Regions from separate parts of the Mus musculus genome. Here region 2 is linked to region 1. A link is a contact called in public HiChIP or PLAC-seq data. All regions are on one chromosome and are shown on one strand. The core of a region is the stretch at or near the end of the contact, and the rest is flanking DNA. Distances in the headings are between cores, read along the strand shown.

Evidence for each region. HiChIP or PLAC-seq counts read pairs in DNA pulled down with a chosen protein or histone mark.
Region 2: an H3K27ac HiChIP or PLAC-seq map of stem cell-derived neural progenitor cells shows a contact between it and region 1, with 2.4 times the contacts expected there. The contact joins two enhancer-like sites. A contact is called at or near these places in 1 of 115 datasets of contacts at active chromatin or transcription factors (stem cell-derived neural progenitor cells) and 1 of 9 other capture datasets (embryonic tail).

The regions. Positions count from the first base shown.
Region 1 is chr13:34,248,144-34,250,843 of GRCm38.p6, reverse strand. The region is part of intron 3 of Slc22a23 (solute carrier family 22, member 23); the gene reads left to right. Among named protein-coding and RNA genes, the nearest start is that of Gm52037, 52 kb to the right of the region's middle. Within about 2 kb of position 1,368, at least 118 of the 459 cell types and tissues checked have an H3K27ac peak or open chromatin away from gene starts, as enhancers often do. A contact at or near this core is called in stem cell-derived neural progenitor cells, where this site is marked.
Region 2 is chr13:34,813,382-34,816,081 of GRCm38.p6, reverse strand. No RefSeq gene overlaps it. Among named protein-coding and RNA genes, the nearest start is that of Gm36839, 61 kb to the left of the region's middle. Within about 2 kb of position 1,426, at least 102 of the 459 cell types and tissues checked have an H3K27ac peak or open chromatin away from gene starts, as enhancers often do. A contact at or near this core is called in stem cell-derived neural progenitor cells, where this site is marked.

The DNA.
Region 1 (2,700 bases), core at 119-2,618:
TGGAACATGGCTGATAGCCAGAGGGTCTGTGAATGACAGGAAGGTTCTTGGGTCTGTGAGACAGGCTCTCAGATGTAATGGAAATGTTACAGCCATCTGATCCCCTTCCAGATGTGTGCAACCCCCCCACACACACACACACATTTATGCAGATGTCATATGGAGGTATTCCCACCTGCTGCTCTAGCTGTTTCATTGTGTGTTTTTCCTTCTTGGCAAAAATCCCACACTTGGATTAAGGTCAGTTTGCAATCCCTTTTTTATTTTTGAACACCGGTAAGTCACACTAAGTCTCGGGCACTAAAGAAGTCTGGACATTTTCATAGGAGGTAAGAACATGACTTATAGACTCTCATGGTTCCGTTTCCCATGAGCCAGGTGAGTCCCAAATAACAAGTTCCTGATTGTCAGATGGGAAAATGAGAGTAAGGTGGAGATCATGAAGCTTGGAGAAATTGAACCTTTAAAGCAGGTGTCCTTAGTAAACATACCAGAGCAGCTGAGACTCAGGGTACACACACACACACACACACACACACACACTCTCTCTCACCCTCTCATTCTCTGTATATGTGTGTGTTCGTGTGCACTCCTAAACCATGTTTGTATTTATATTTATGTATTTCATGTGTGCCCTTATGTATCTGTGTGTGTGTGCAGATTCCCCAGTCAGTATCAGGACAAGAGACTTTATGTGTCTTCTAGAACGGTGGTTCTCTAGCTGTGGGTCACAAGCCCTTTGACAGCCCTCTATCTCCAAAAGTACATTTACATTACAGCTCTTAACAGCAGTCAAATTGCATTTATAAAGTAGCAATGAAAATAATGTTATGGTCGGGGGCCATCACCACATGAGGACCTGTATTCAAGGGTTGCACTTCTGTAGGACAAGCTCCTCTTTTCCTCACTGTTCTCTTGTGTCCTCCTGTTCTGATGTGCCTGGGATTCCTAGACTCTATAGAAGGGAGACAACAGGGTACTTCGACCTTGACTCTAATTACAGAGAGGAGCAGTTTTGCCAGTTGGGCTTCGGGCCACTATGTCCCTTGGGCATTGTTCTCTCTTGCCCTGCTTGGCTTGTCCACAGGAGGCTCTCTGGCATCCTCAAGATGCTTCTACCATCTATACTGTGTGGCCCAGGCCTTGACATCATTTCCTTCCATCCTGCTCATCTAGGGACATGCATCTCTGTCACAAATGTGTTACAACCTGCGTCTCCTGGTTATCCCCAGGGAAGCAACAAGTCTCCTTGGTGACCGTATCGGTGACAAGTAGTAGGAATGTGGCATCCGTAAGGCCCTCTGGCTTTCTTGGCATGGTGTCGGGTAGGGAGGAGACAGGGAGGAGATCCACTGTGGCTCCTGAAGTGCGCCCATCTGAGGCAGAGCCAAAAAGGGTGAAGGCTAGAGAGGTTTCCAGAGCAGCAGGGAGGGAGGAGGGCTAGGGAATGACAGAAAGGGCCTTTCATCCAGACTCTGTGCCTATACGCTGGGTTTTTGTCGGCCTAGTGCTGTGCACAGCCTGGCATTCTCTGGACACAGCCCTGGGGTGCCCAGCTCATCACCCCAGCCCCATAAAATCATGGCATGTGCCTTTCTGCCAACACTAGTGGATAACACGAGATTCCCTTTCCCCTTCCCCCCCTCTCTTCTTTTTCCACCCAAGGAGGTTAAATCACCAGGCGCTTTCTTTCCACAGTCCTCAGATTACACTGGACAAAGAGCCCCGACTAGAATGCTAATGGGGAGCTTTCTTTTCCATCAAGGGGGCCTTACAAAGGCTGGGGCTAGAGGGCCTCTCCAGCCCTCACTTTCTTTCCTGTAATTCTAGACAAATAGCATTAGCCTTTTATGAGGCCTTTGTCTGCAGGCATTCCGAGGGTACTTTTCATCTGACGCTGCTTTCTTGAATTTTAAATGGACAGTGTTCAAATCGCCCAGCCTGGCGTTACTTCTGGTAGCGAAAATGCAGGCTCCCAGCCATCAGTTGGTAAATTTAAAAAGGGATGGTTTTAGAGAACACATCTTTCTCTCCCGCCACAAATTAAATGCCTCAAAAGGAGAACAGCATTAAAAATTAAAATGCTCTTTGATGGTCCTAGATTGTTCCCCCTCTCAGTACAGACAGGGGGGTCTTCTTGCCTTCTCCCTTGCTGCCCCCATGTTCCATTTGGGCCGTCTCTGATGTGGTTTGGGGCGTCCTTTTTTCTGGGAGTCATGTCTTTTAACAAAACCACTGTTTGCGTTTCTAAAAATAACATTACTGACTTTTCTGACAGAAGTCTGAAGCACATGACAAGAACACCCCATTCTGAATCCTGTTTTACAAATTGGTCAGATGGTCCATTCCACAGCCTTTGGGGCAGGTGTTGTCACCTCTATAAAAGGCTAGAACAGAAACATTGCAGCTGTGGGGAGCCTGCTACCGCAGCTCAGTAACTCCCTTCCTTATAGCCCAGAATGACCTTAAATTCAAATCCTCCCGCCTCATCTTCTCACATGCACTGCTGTTCAGATGCAATAGCAGCCGGGACAGTCTGGAATGAAGCTAAAAGCTGTGTTCGTTCTAACAAAGCATTGTTTGTGAGGGCTAAAATCTTAATTCCATACAAGCTTCACAGCCCTTTAAAAGTGTCATGTCATTCTTAGCGCCAAGCTGGCCATGAATTGTACAAAAACAGGGCAGGGGGCAGGGGGCAGG
Region 2 (2,700 bases), core at 177-2,676, 570 kb before region 1:
GCAGAGTGGAAGGCACCTCCAAATACCGACCAGAGCACAGTGATGACAGAGTAATTGGGAAGTCTACACCAGCCTAAAACAGCAATACCAGCAAGCTCACCCTTGGGGAAGCAATGAGTTTATAAGGGCTACTTACGGGAACAGAGAGAACTCTAAGTCAGCAGCTCTATCCCACCATGCTCAACTTCATGCTGTTTAGAAACACTTTTTTCTTTTCCTGTTGCTTTCTCTGAGTTATGAGTTTCAGGTCTCTCACATTACAGATATGGAGACAATGGCTCAGAGGACTCAGCCTGTGCACAGTGTGGCCAGAGCTGTGCACCCAAGACTCCTGGATGTGGTTATTATACACTGATCAAAGGAAGAGCCTCTGTGTGGATGAGATACTGGATTTCTGTGGTGTCAGCATGGAAGTTCCACTGCAAATTATATATATATACATATATATACATATATATGTGTATATATATATACACACACACACACACACACAAATGGCCAAGATAATGACTTTTGAACTTGTCAAATACCTGTGGTAGAGGAAAAAGAATTAAAAGAAGTTGTTTTCCTACTCCAGGAAGTAAAGTATGTGCTTAGGCCCAACATCTTCACAGCCCTCGTCTTACAGGGATCCATGGAGATTCAAGGACTGTTGGGCAGGGCTATGCCTCATGTTTCCCAGAAGAAAAAAAAAAGGATACTACCCTGAGGAGCAGCTGCTTTGTGTTCACCTGCACAGCCTTGTTCAAGAGGCCACATCTCTAAGGCAGTGTCTACGGCAGCCTCTGAGGCATCCCTCACACAAAGAGAAAACACCCAGCTCACATGTTGCTCTGTGATCTTCTGAGTCAAGACTCTCAGAAGCCACTGGCTTTGAATGAAAAACACAGTATGACCAGGGCACAGAGGCCTGCTCATTGGGCTCTGGTGGGACGTATTCTGCCTCATTCCCCAAAGCAACAGCTTCCTGGTGTTGCTCGGTGGAATGTATGCTGAAAATGATTGGCTTCACTTCTCAGCCTCAGTCTGCTTGAAAAGAGACCCGCCAGAATGACAAGAAGTCATTTCCTGAAAGCTGGAGGGAGGGAGGAAGAGAGTAGAGACGACACACAACAGACAGGGTAGCCGTTAGCTACTGGCTATCCGTGTGTTATTTATGGGACTGTTTGTCCACACTTGGGCAATGCCAATTAATGAGGAGTCAAAGTGGCTCGGGAGCCAAGCCTAAGGCCGCTTCTAAACCACTGTCCTGTGACTGTTTAGCCAGTGTGTGGGAGCTGAACCTTGCATCATTTGCTTAATGGATTTGTTCCCCCCTCCCCCTTGAAACAGGAAAAAGAATGCCAGCTTTCTCCCGGAGCCTTCAGCAGCGGGGCTCAATCAAATCATTTTCCCAGCTTTGCCTGGCCAACAAAGACGTCTGCATGCTCCCCAGCGCTGCTGCACACAGCCTTTCAGTGGCAGCTGGTCCCGGGATTAGGCTCCCCTCCCCCTGCCCTGGTCCCAGTGCAAATCCGCAGATCTCCACGTTCATTCCTTCCCTGTGCACGGGCTCTTTGTAAATGGAAAGAGGAATGTGCAAAAGAAAACGTTGCCTTCATCCCTGGGAACCAGGTAGGGAGTTAAGTGTGTTGTCGCACCCAGCCCTGAACACTCTGCAAGCTAATCTAGAAAGCTGGTGAGTTTGTCCAGCCATGTGGACTTTTGCCAGAAATTGCTGACAGCTCCTTCTAGAAACTTAGCTACTCAGACAGTCTGAGGTGTCTCCTGATGTCTGGAGATCCTGATAACATTGCCATAGTGCCACCGGGCCGCTGCTCTTTTGATGAGAAAGCTTGGCCCATAAAATCTTTGAGTGAGTCCAAGAATGATTCCTTGCATCTAGATGGCTGCCCAGGTCCCCTCTTGACTGCTCAGCTGAGACTCACAGATATCTCCACAGTCAGTGGAAACCAGATATCGGGGTTGTTATCTCATCCTATACCTAGGCAAAACCTGGAAGTCAGGAGAAAAGTCACCAGCTTCCTTTGGAAATTATCAGGCTCCCCCCCCCCCATTACCTCTGTGAAATTCCCAGAAGAAAGAAACACACAATATAGTGTGTGTGTGTGTGTGTGTGTGTGTGTGTGTGTGAAAGAGAGAGAGAGAGAAAGAGAGAGAAAGAGAGAGAGAGAGAGAGAGAGAGAGAGAGAGGTGGGGGGAGGGAGAAAGAGAGAGAGAACACCTAGAAAGGCCAAATAAATGTGCAGAGCTTTGGGGGCTGCTTGGCAGGAATCTGACATTGACCAAGGACAAGGAAGTAAGTTGAGGCAGGAATCTTAATTTTAGGGTGGAGCAAAAGAAGTAGACTTCAGGCATGAATATGACTTTGGGCTAGGACAGGGAAGTAGGCGGCTCAGATATCTTGGTCATCCTGATATGCCCTCTAAAACAGTGGCCATGGGACTTTGCTTATTGCCTTGCTTGTTCCTTGACTATTTGTGTTTATTTGCCCTTATTACTTGCATGTAATTAAAATGTTATAAAAGCAGATTGGGAAAAAATAAACCTGCCTCAGCCTCAGAACTGGCTGGGGTCAGGCTACAATGTTATCTAATTGTCTTTTTTCTTTTTAATCCTCACTCTTGTGCTGGAGAACCTGTTGACTGACTGAGCTGACTTGGCCAAATAAGTAAAGTTCAAGATTATAAAGATGTAAAA